Linked DNA regions of Rattus norvegicus: region 1 is linked to region 2. Evidence: chromatin contacts called from public Hi-C data. All regions are on one chromosome and are shown on one strand. The core of a region is the stretch at or near the end of the contact, and the rest is flanking DNA. Distances in the headings are between cores, read along the strand shown.

Region 1 (5,764 bases), core at 1,769-4,268, 260 kb after region 2:
ACTCTGAGAAGAAACTTGCTCCAGATTCCACCAGTTTAGAAGGTCCGTTTGCAGTTGGAGATTCAGATTGCCTCCCTTGAGGCGTCTGCCCTCCAGGCCTCCTTTTTCTTTTAGGGTGCCCACTTAGGAGTCCCAATCCGCCCCACCCTTTACAGAACACCCAGGAATTCTTGCCTCTGAGGAATGAGCTCCTTACTTAACTTCTGAGCAATATCCCCATAGGCTTTGGAGCCCTTCTGCCTTCATCCACCTTCCCTGCTTCTGAGACTTCCATCTCTAGCCCAATTCATCTGACAGAGGACTCCTTCCTTCTCTGAAGCTGGTCTGTGGCAGGAGATAGCCCAGGGGACAGGCAGCAGGCAGGGTGCCGGTGGCTCTGTCTCTCTGCCACATGGTGTGGAATCTGGCAGACTACAGTTTCTTTCCCCTGCCTGTCAGGGGTCGGAGTGGAGAGGGCTGGAAGGGTTCAGGGGCAGCGGGAGAGAGCAACAGGGTATGCACACCCGTGGATGCAAACGCCTACGGGAGTCAAAGGTCACCAGAGTGGAAACTCACACCAGAGCCTGCCCCACCTGCCCATTGTGTTCCCTTGGAAACGAACCAAGCCACACTGTGTACTGGGACTGCTGATCTCTGTCTTGTGATCTATTATCCTCTGACAACAGAAAAGTAAATAAATAAATAAATAAATAAATAAATAAATAAATAAATAAATAAATACAGCATTGTTTCCTAGTGGCTCTGAGTGGCTTTTCTTCTGAGAGTCTGAGGGTTTGTAGGGCCCTGGGGAACTTAAAGGACAACTGAGCCTGTCCCCAGTGAGAGGGAAGAAGTCAAGACTGAAGAATGCTAGGGAGGGGACAGGCACTTTAGGCCTCTTTCTCCTCTCCCCTTCCCTCTTTCTCTCTCCTTCTTTTGCTCCTTTTTCACAGGTCCCCTGTCTTAGCTCTTCTCACAGCAGAACAAATTGGAGTAGAAAAGAGCCATTGAGGATTAGTGATGATGACAGTAATAGACAGGCACTTGAAGCCTCTCAAGGACATTCCCACAAGGTTGGTTGGTTCTTAAGTACTGTTGGCCAAACATACACAGCTTCAGGCAGATTCCTTTTGAGGGTAGCAGCCCAAGCCCTGTCTCCAGCCTTCTGTGTGTTTTGGGTGAGACACAGCTAGAGAGTGAGGAATTCCCAGAATATCTTAGGGTCTCCATAGAACCTCAGGAGCCACCATGAGGATTCTGAGTTGCTTCCAGCCACAGAACCGAACCACACAGGCCTGAGGGAGCAGGTGGACTCCATCCTCTTGTTAGCTATCCCAAGACCTGCTGGGTATATTTCCCTCCTACCTCTATACTTGGTGTGTCTTGGGCTCTGAAAAGATGGGATCTTAAGCAGGGAACAAGTGTAATATTGTCAAGCCAGGGGTAGCAGGGGTTAAAATATCCCTGGTCACATGGGGACTCATTAATGAAGCAGGTGATCTCTGTTCATGGCACACTCATGCATCAGGGAGATCATGCCTTGAAGGGGACTGAGACCCTAAGTGGCCTCAGACGCACAAAGGATTGTGGGTACGGTGCCAGCCATTACTAAAACCAAAGCATTGAACTCTAAAGAGGTCGAATGAGAAGTTCTGACCTTCCTTCACCACACCAATAAAAGGGAGCACTGCTATTTTACGATGAGTCTAGCGCACTGCCTGTGACTTTGCAAGGTGTCTAGAAGCACCCACTTAGTTTGCCTGATAACCTGACTTTATCCTGAGATAGCAGGGTGGCCTTGTTTTACAGATTCTCTGATAGCCCTCAAGACTGGCCCAGGTCACAGCAGTTGCAGGGAGTAGGGGCTAGACCCAGTCAGTGTTTCCAGGGCCATGTGTGCACCACACAGCTGGTGTCTGGGAAGAGCTGTGTCAGGGAAAGGTGGGGGACAACTCATGGCTCCTGCAATCTTGTCTGCTCTATTCCCTTTCAGGATGTGACCTAGCTAGCATGCACCCCAGCCTGTGCTCTGAGGGAGCTCCTAGGAGTGGCCAGTGGTGTGGGACCCGGACCCAGAAATGGAACACCTAAGCACCAAAACCATACAGAAAGATACCTACCACGCTGTTGCCAGATGCAGGGTGTGGGGCTTGTGGGGCCTACTTCCCACACTCACATCAACACTGCAAGGTCATGAGGGTGGGCAGTGCCAGCCACTCAGCCCCTGACACCTGATGCTCCTTTCCACTTCTGATTTGTTTAGTTTTCGTTTTTCCTCTAGGACAGGGTCTTCAGTAGCCCATACTAGCTCGAACTCAAAACAAAACAAACAAAACAGCCATACAGCCAAGGACGACGACTTTAACTTCCGGTCTTCCTGCCTCAATCTCCTGAGTTGGGTTACAGATGTGCACAACCACAGCTGGTTTTAGGGGTGCTGGTGTTTGTGTGTGCTGTGTGAGCTCTTTGCTGACTGATGTACAGGCCCAGTCCTGCGATTTACTTTACCTGATTGGACGGGAAAGGGACTGTACTCTACAGGGACAGTGAGTCGCCTGTTCTCAGTGACCTTGAGGGTTCTTCATGTTTGACCCCTCCCCCAAAACTTTGTCTCACATGAGTTTGACCCCCAGAGATGTTCAAACCCCTTTGAAAGCCACCGCTGCTCATTTTTCATGTCGCTAATCTGTCTCTGCGACCCCAAAGGCCATGGCCCTCAGCCTCTCAGGTGTTCTGTTTGCTCATTTTTTTCCCCCTTACAGGTTGTAGATTAGAAACAGCCAGGCTATTCTTGGAAGAGGAGCAGGGGTCGAGAGTAAAACCGACCATAGCAGTAGAAGCGGGAAGGGGGTGCCAGGCTGAAGCACATCCCAAGGTCAAGGGGCTCTGCCCCTGCCCCACTCTGGGAGGCAGGGCTCTGCCTTCCTAAGGATGAGGGACTGGCAGGTGAGAAGAATTCTCCAGCTCAGTCTGGTTCTCACCTTGTCCCGGGCTGCTCTATACCCCCTCCCCCGGATGCTGGGGTAGAGCTAGAAAGGTCAGGTGTGTTTGCCCAAGCCAGGGGGAGGAGCTTTGAAAATACCTGTCTTCAGGCCATAAAGAGGAGGGAATGGCCACCTATTGCCATTTGTGTGATTCATTGCTGTCACCCCTAAGCTCCTGGCTGGCAGAATCAACCAGTTCAAGCCAACCACCTGTTGATTTTCTGGAGCCGGGCCCCAGCTCCATGGCCTTGAACAACAAGAGGTCTCCTGCCAAGAGGTGATGCTGTCTCTAATGTCCTGAAGGATACTGGGCAGAATGAGTGGACCTTTCTGAAGCAGCCCCTGCCTCGGAGCCTGGACCCTTCTTCTGTCCAACTGCATGACTTCAGCTCCTACCTCTCTGTCACTTTTCTTCCTGCACTGTAAAGTCCTTCAGGTCATTAGGCCTCCAGCTACCTGTGTGACTCTGGGAAAGCCACCAAAGCTAGAGTATCCTCTCCTAGACACGATACTGTACAGTGTATAGCCTGTGTCGTACACTATATACTGCATACTATTACTTCCCTGATTTATAGTGATGTAATAGACACAAAAAACACATTGACGTTTCTACAGAAAGACATCACATCACCGGTACTAGCATCCCTGGCTATTCAAGGGCTGCCTCCTCGTTGATTGCAAGGGTCCCTACCCCTTAGACCTGGACTCTAGTCCTGACTCATACACATATCACCCACAGTCCCCACTCTGTGAAGTAGTAGTACAAAAGCCTGCCTGCCCGTGATGTCAGGAAAAGAAAAGCAGATCCTCGGAACTCTCCACACCATGAAATCGGTGGAATCCCTGCCAGGTGGGGACAGCTGGACCCAGCCTCAGCAACTGACAGTACAGTGAGTGGATGTGGTGATCTGTGTATGCCTACGGGTCAGGCCACATGAAAGCCACAAAAGCCTGTCTGAGGACTCCAGAGGAAAAGGCATGGTTTGTTCCCTGAGGTTCTTCAAAGGCAGTGGCCACAAGGAGCCACTAGAAACACCTGAGCTTCAGGTCAAGGCCAGGTGTGAGTTCTGAGAAAACCAAGAAGGCATTTCTCTCCAGGGTGTTCTCTGTGTAGGAGGCTGTGCTAATGGGCTTGTCCTTGCCTTAACATGGTGACCTTGACTCTCAGCAGACATTGCCCTTTGGCAACTCCCAGGAACCCTGTGCCCCACTGCTTGGGCCATCTTGAGGCCAACATTTAAGAACTGGATCCTATGGGGCCCACCTCCTCCAAGCCCTTGCCTTATAAGACCCCAGTGACCTGGCACTTGTGGTCACAGCAGGAGACAGGAGCTGGCATTCCTCAGGGTTTGGGACCTCTAGCTGGCACAGATGGAGACTATAAGGAACAGCCACGGTCCCTGCTCAGCATCCCTGGGGACCATATCTTGGAGAACGGGCCTCAGCTTGGAGTCAGGGCTTTCTCAGGGCTTTGGGTCTCTGCACCCTTGAAGCTCCTTTGAGCTACAAATCGACATGAAGGAAATGATGCTGGGGCCTGAAGGTTGATGGTATGGATTCTGTCTGGAAACCTCACAAAGCCCTGGGCTGGCGGGGGGAGAGCCCTGTTGTGGGAAGGTTGGTGGTGAGGACTCCTACTGCAGTGCTTCCTGTGGGAATCAGGGGGATGAGGAGCAGCTGGATGTCTCAACCTGTGACTTCACTCCCCACCAATGCAATGGGGAGTGTCCACATGGCTGCCCTGAGTCATAGGACAAACCTGTCTGAAGGACTTGGGGGAATGAGGCATAGTGGCTGAGGGCCTTGTCCCCGTGGGCATGACAAGGATGAAAGGGATCCGTCTCCCCAGCTCCAAAGACTGTTCTGGTCTCTGGGTCTTAGAGATCACAGCTAGATAACCCTCTGGGCCTCCACCCTGGAGAAACCCAACCAAGAAGGAAAACTGGGGGCTCTTGGCCTGTCCCATTCTTTTAAAAAATCAGGAGGGTAGCATTTTTATGACTACTGGGCCCTGGTACTCCAGGGAAGACTCCAAGAAGCAGAATGAGCCTGGGAGACTGATTGGAAGAGCCTGCTGCTTGGTGTTTCTCCTAGGGGAGAACTTGGGGCCAGTGGTGGTAATGCCTGGTGGGGATCCAACTGGAGCACTGGGACAGAAGACAACTGTCAGGGACCCTTTAGTAGAAGTCAAGGGGGCTCCCGAGCTAAAGGGACGTGGTGAACAAATTTATCTCCTGGGGACCCAGCCCAGCTTAGGGTAGAGAGTGGTGATACCATTGTTAGAACCCTCTTTGGGCAAGCACTTCTTCTAACGACCTCCTCCCGCATCAAGAGTCTGAGGTAGGTGTTACCATGCAATTTGGATGGCAGGATAAAGAGAAGCATCCTTCTCCGGGCTCACTGGGTCAGACGGACAAGGTCAGCTTACAGAAGGATTTACACTGGTGTGGTCTGGCCTTAAGGGGCTGTGCACACAGACACGGGAGCAGATACTTCTTCAGTTGCTCTCGGGAGAGCAGTGCAGTTCCTTTTCAGGGGAGTAGGGTGTCTCAGAGAGGATTCCTTGTCCCGAGCATTAGGCTAAACCCTGCTGATGGTCTTGAGTGGCTGGGATATGGCATAGTTGTCTGAGGATGAACTTAGAGTAAGGGGAGCCAGGCAAGACCTTAGCATCATTCAGCTTTCAGGGCTGGGAAGTGGATATGTGGGTGGGTATGGGAATAGGTGTGTACACCTGGGTGCGGTGTGTGTGTGTGTGTGTGTGTGTGTGTGTGTGTGTGTGTGTGTGTGTGTGAGCTGGG
Region 2 (5,838 bases), core at 1,218-3,717:
CACATATTTATCTGTGTGTGTTTGGGAGGTGTGAGGGCACAGTAAGGGTCCTCTCTCAGCTAAAGAATTCAGGGAACAGCAAGAGATGAGAAGATGTGGGGGTAGGGCACTCAGGGGAATTGGTCATCTCCCTCTGCCACTAGGGTCTAAAGATATCTCTGGAGTTCTAGTCCCCCTCCCTCCTTGTTTTCCGGGCAGGGGTCACTTTCTTTCCCTTTGGCTCACCTCCTCTCACCTCAGCCTAGTGCTCAGAGAAACATGACCCTGCTGTAAAAATAACACAGGCAGTGTGGATGCCTGGCCTTGCTTGCATAGTGGAAGGCCCTCCCAAAGGTCAAACCTCTCCTGGATGTGGCTTCGCCTCCAGGGCCCCAGGCTTCTTTGAACCCAGATGTGTTGTGTGTTCAGCCTGTGTGCCCAGCTCTGTCAAGTGTGTTAACATATGTTTATCTCTTTGAGTCTTTACATCCAGTTCTAGTTCTAATGTTGGAGAGGCCTGGGGGCAAGATACAAGTGCAAAGGGCACACGAGTCTCAAAGTAGGTTATAAATCGGGCTAATCAGGTAGGCATGGTGGACAGCACCTTTCATCCCAGCACTTGGGAAGAAGAGGCCTGTAGATCTCTGAGTTCCAGGCCAGCCCGGCCTACAGGGCCACACAGAAAAATCCTGTCTCAGAACAGCAGCAGCAACAGCAGCAGCAGCAGCAACAGCAGCAGCAGCAGCAGCAGCAGCAGCAGCAGCAGCAGCAGCAGCAGCAGCAGCAGCAATTCAGGATCATTAAATAAAGTTTTGTCTCCCATCTTCTGCCTTTGACTGCTTTTTCTTGATGGCCTAGAAGATCAGGTCCAAATGGGATTTTTTTTCAGACTTTTCCCAGTCATCTTGCCTCTGAGGCTGGTCCTGCAGCAACAGGGGTTCCTCTCAGGAGCCACCCACCCACTCATCAAACTTATCCACACAATGCCACTTCTTAGGCCCGTGGCACACTCGTTTCAGAGGAAAGACTGGAGAGGAGCCCAACTCAGCAATCCCGAAGGGAAACTAGGTTCTTGGGTCTCCAGAACCGTTTAGAGCTCACTCAGAGGAGGTGCGTTCCGTGTTGTGGTCCCCCTGGACTCAATGGGCTAGCATGAGGTCCTCTAAAAGTAGGAGCCCAGGGCTATCCCCCTGTTGCCTAGGGTTGAGGAAGATGCTATTTAGCATGACCTCAGGAGGTTAAGTATCATAGGGTCACCATCCAGCAGACATCAGAAACTTCTCCAGAAAGTTGTGTGCTTAGTTAGAGTTCTCCAGCAGCAAACACAGGGCATCAGAGCAGTTCAACTACCATGACAACCAACAGAAAACAAGGTTCTCCCCGCAGACAGTTAACATTCTGTATACAACCTCAAGGGTCTCCAATGAAGCCTACCAGGGACTCCAGGTTAGAAGATGGGTAGTGGGGGTGGCGAAGTGGAGGGTGTATTTTCAAGGTTTAACTGCTCTCCAGATAGCGAGGAGGATTTGTCCTGGAAGGTAGCTTGGGTAGTTGACTAATGGTCTTGAGGGAGACGTCCCTGGTGTTTAGGGTTGCCTCCCCACCCCCGCTGCTCCACGCTGTGGGGAAAGCACGCTGTCTCCAACTGTCTGTTCTTCAACTCTCTAACATGCAAAGAGTCTGTGCATAAATGGGTTGGTGGGCGGCGTGCAGGAGCACTTTGCAAGAGAAACTCGGTTTGCCAGGGCCTAAAAGCCATCCGCAGAGCGAATGAGCAGCGCGGCGGGAGGCAACGGGTGTGGGTTCAGGGCTGTACCGGTCGTCCGCAGCAGGCAAGCCGGCACACGCCCACCGGCTGCGGCAGCGCTCGCTGCGGATGTCCTCCCGGCGGTCCCCGGAGAGGCAGCCGCTGCCCTTCCTTACTCGTGTTCTCTGAGCCGAACAAAACAGCCTTCCAACAAACCTAAAAGCTCCACCTCTACTCCCCCGTGAACTCTTCTCCTAATTGGCAGCTCGGCTTGGGATGATGCGGGCGGCTGCGGGCTGGCCCTGCAGTGCCAAGCCGCAGCATCCCCGTTCGACTGGAGAGGGAGAGGGCTGCCCAGGCTGGACCCTACGGTCCTGATCCCCGGCGCGACGGGCACTGTGCGAAACCTGCGGGGACGCCGCCCCTCCAGCGGCTGGAGCGCTTCCAGAGCAGAGGCGCATCGCAGTGCCGCTCGCCCAGGCGTCCTCCCTTCAGCTCCGGCTCCTCCTCCTCCCCTCCAGCCCGGGCTCCTGCAGCTGGCTCCAAGAGGCAGGCGGGCGCGCCTCCCCCTCTCTTTCCTCCCCCTCGTCTCGCTCTCTAGCCGCTAACTTTCCGGAGCCCCGACCCGCGGCGCGGAGCTCCCCTGGCAGCTGCGGGGCCCACAGCCGACCTCGGGCTGAGAGCCGGGCTGTGCACACTGTCCTATCCAAGCCCCCGGAGCGCTCCGGAGAGAACAGGACCATGTCCCGGGCTGGGAACCGAGGCAATACTCAGGCGAGATGGCTGGGCATTGGGCTTTTGGGTAAGATAGCCCCAGCTTTGTCTTTTTCTCTCGCCTCTTTCTTAACCCCACCCCATCCTGAAGGAGGCGAAGAGAGGTGCCTTAGACAAGGTAGCACCAAATGATTGGGATGTCGGTCTTCCTGCTGGACCCTTAGCTTTGAGACTATGCTCCCTGGGAACCCTGTGCATTCCCCCACCCCCACCCCCATCCACCCTGGCAATGAGTTTCTTGCTCCCTTTGATGCCTTTTGGAGCCAGGTGTTGGAGCTGCAGCGGGGGAATCCTCCGAGAGAGACCCGAGTTAAGGCATGCTGGGGTGTGTGTGTGTGTGTGTGTGTGTGTGTGTGTGTGTGTGTGTGTGTGTGTGTGTCTACTGCCTTGAGTGTGGGGGTTCCAGGGAGTTTGCAGGTGTAGTGGTGTCTGCTACTCTTGCCTAGAGCTGTTAACTTGCTTCCCTGGTAGCAAGGAATGCACCAATGAGGGATGAGGGTCTCTCTCCGCACACTTTGCCAGGCTCTCCCACCTTCTTTCTTCCCTGGTGTCCCTCCCGCTCTTTCAAATGCTACAAGGGCTTAGAAGGACCTAGAGGACCATTCAAAAGCCACCTTTTCAGAAGGTCCTTGTGCCTCTTCCTGTAAAAGGTTTCTTTGGGGGAAGACCTCTTTGACCTGATATTGACTCTTCATTTTGGGGACGGCTGGGAAGGGAGAGAGAGGAGTCAGGCCCAGAGGACACAGAGGCTATAGATTCTGTCTATGGCTGTCTATTAATATTCACATGATGGTTTTGAGTGTCAAACTCCAAGAGATTAGGCAATGGTATTTATTAGTCCAGACCGGAATGCAATCTTCCACACAGCCTGACTTCCAACGTAAGCTGACTCCATCTCTGGCACCTGTACCTCTTCCTGTTTATGTAAGTCAGGTCTGGTGTTTGACAGCATAACCCACCCAGCCCCCACTGGGTCAGGCACAGGGTGGAGGTATTTGTTCTGGAACCAAGGGACATTGGACTCTTAAGGGAAGCCACTGCCGCTCTTACACTTGGAAATCATGTGCAGATCTGTCCTATGGGTACCTGTCAGGAGTTGGGGGACAGTATTCTCTTTGGTCCCGAGCTCTGCTTTACTCATCTCTCCTTGAGGCCAGCTATCAGACACTGACGTTTTGTCCCATACCATATAGATGTTGTACAGGTTTCATGGTGACTCTTGAAAGCTCAAGGCTCTACTTTGTGGAATGGGTACAGTGCCATTCTACTGGAGTTCACACTTGGATCATCCCAGGGTTCTGCTGTGGCCACGGGAGGGGTGAGGGGGTCTCAGAAGCACCGAAACTCCAGTCATCAAGCCAGCCGCTGCACGTCATGGGTTGCCTTATCCCCGTGCTTGCTTGGCCAAGGAAGCACTAGGCCTTGCACTACTGGAATACCCATGGAACCAAGCTTCTGTGGACAACCAAGAGGGCTTTAGGTACAGGGCTTTGGGTGGGGTGCGGTGAGTGGAGAGTAGGGCAGAGCTATGGTGTGAATAGGGCGGGGTGTGAATAGGTATGAATAGGGCAGAGTATGGATAGGCTCCACAGTGAGGAGCATTCCAAAAGTCGAGGAATGTGTAGCCCAGAGAGGGATGGTAACCTGCCTAAGAGTGCATGCCAGGCTGATGGACAAGTGGGACAGAATCCAGGCCATCTGGTGAGAGGGAAGGCCAGCGGGGCTAGTGTTTAGGGCTTGGGAATGAATGAGGCCCGGGGACACGGCGTGGACGGCTATGGGTGGGTGTGAGCAGTGGTCAGAGCTTTGCTTCCTGGTTGGCGACATGGCATTCCTGAAGTCCTCTCTCTGTATCAACTCAGTTTCGTAGACTGAGACCCCAGTGGTTTTTGTTTTGTTTTGTTTTTGAAAACACAAACAACGTAGCCTCAACCCGAGAAGTGGCTTGCAAGGCCACACAGTGCTGCAACCAAGGTTTCCGTGGGTTCCAGTTTTTTCCTGGGTATGTAACTGATAGTATGTTGCTCTGCCCACCCCTTCCTTGCTCCCTGATTTGCTTAATTGCCATGATCTGTGTTTAATTATCACTTGTGAGGGTGCTGTGTTACACAACCCTCTCTCTCCTGGTGTGTATTTATTAAGGGCTTGCTTAATGAGCGCACAATTAAGGAGAGGGTGTTGAGTCCCACTCAGAGGAAGAAACCAGAAAGGCTAAACCAGGAGATCCTGGAGAAGAGGGGAGGAGGAGTAGGGGCCAGTCTGCACCTGGAAAAGATGATTAATTCTTGGACCTTCAGAAGGCAGGCTTGTGGGAATAGGCAAGGCTGGGTCTCTAAGTCCTTCTGACTGTCTACCTCCTAATGGAATCACCTTGCCCTGTGACTACTCCTTGGGGGGCTCCATGCATTTGGTGGGCAACACCACTCCCCAGTGGCTTCTAAAGAGAGGAACAGACCCACTGTTTGGACTTGTTTGTAAAGCTGGTTTCACTGATCCAGTGCTGTCCCAGAGGCATGCTTCTATCCTGGCAAAGCTCATGGGGGTGGGCAGGAAGCAGGCAGGCAGGTTGCCTAGGGTGAGGGAGCAGAAATCTTTCCTTTGCCATAGGACCCAGGAGCCTTGCCTGGCCCAGCCCTGTTTCTCCAGGCCCCAGAGGCCTCTCTCCCAGGAGGGGTCCTTCTCTCTATGCCCTCGGCCCACTTTCTTCCTCCAAGCTCTAGCTCTGAGCCATCCTTCTTCCTCCCTGGGGCCAGAGAGTCTCAGCCGAGCTTCTGCTCCACATGCCCCGCAAGTCCTTGGAGCTAAACTTAGAGCAGGCACCATTCTGCTCTCCTAGGGCCCCCTGCCCTGCCTGGGTGTGACCGATCCCTGGCTACGGGAAGATGATGGAATGTTTCCAGCCTGGGATTGACCTTGAAATGGATTGTAGTAGCTGTCAGGTTCCTGCTGGCGTGAATATTTAATAGTATAGCCATGTGCAGAATGCTGTGTGTGTGTGTGTACATGTGTGTGCAGGTATGTGTGTGGAGGCCAGAAGTTGACCCTGGTTGTTATTCCTCAGGTGAGACAAGGGGTGTCATTTGACCTGGAGCTTCCTCATGAGTAGATAAGACTGACTGACTAGTGAGTCCAAGGCGTACTCCGGTCTCTGGCTTCTCAGTTCTGGAATTACAAAGCCACACCACCATATCCATTTTTTCACAAGGCTTCTGGGAACTGAACTCAATGTTTGCTAGCAAACACTTTCCTTACCGGGTCATGTCGGAAGCCCTAAATACTCTTCAAAAGCTTTGGTACAACTTGTGAATCCTGACCTGTCTGTCTTTCTCCCTGGACAA

The links. Hi-C and Micro-C count contacts between places; a contact is called where the count stands out from the background.
Region 1: a Hi-C map of kidney shows a contact between it and region 2, with 2.4 times the contacts expected there. The contact joins the enhancer-like site here to the promoter of Scn4b in region 2. A contact is called at or near these places in 2 of 12 Hi-C or Micro-C datasets (Schwann cells and kidney).

The regions. Positions count from the first base shown.
Region 1 is chr8:54,601,978-54,607,741 of GRCr8, forward strand. Fxyd6 (FXYD domain-containing ion transport regulator 6) reads left to right here. Exons shown (of 8, transcript NM_022005.3): 8 at 1-738. Among named protein-coding and RNA genes, the nearest start is that of Fxyd2, 7.6 kb to the right of the region's middle. Within about 2 kb of position 3,019, at least 2 of the 93 cell types and tissues checked have an H3K27ac peak or open chromatin away from gene starts, as enhancers often do. A contact at or near this core is called in kidney, where this site is marked.
Region 2 is chr8:54,341,406-54,347,243 of GRCr8, forward strand. It overlaps Scn4b (sodium voltage-gated channel beta subunit 4), which reads left to right and starts at 2,468. Exons shown (of 5, transcript NM_001008880.2): 1 at 2,468-2,528. The coding sequence starts at 2,468.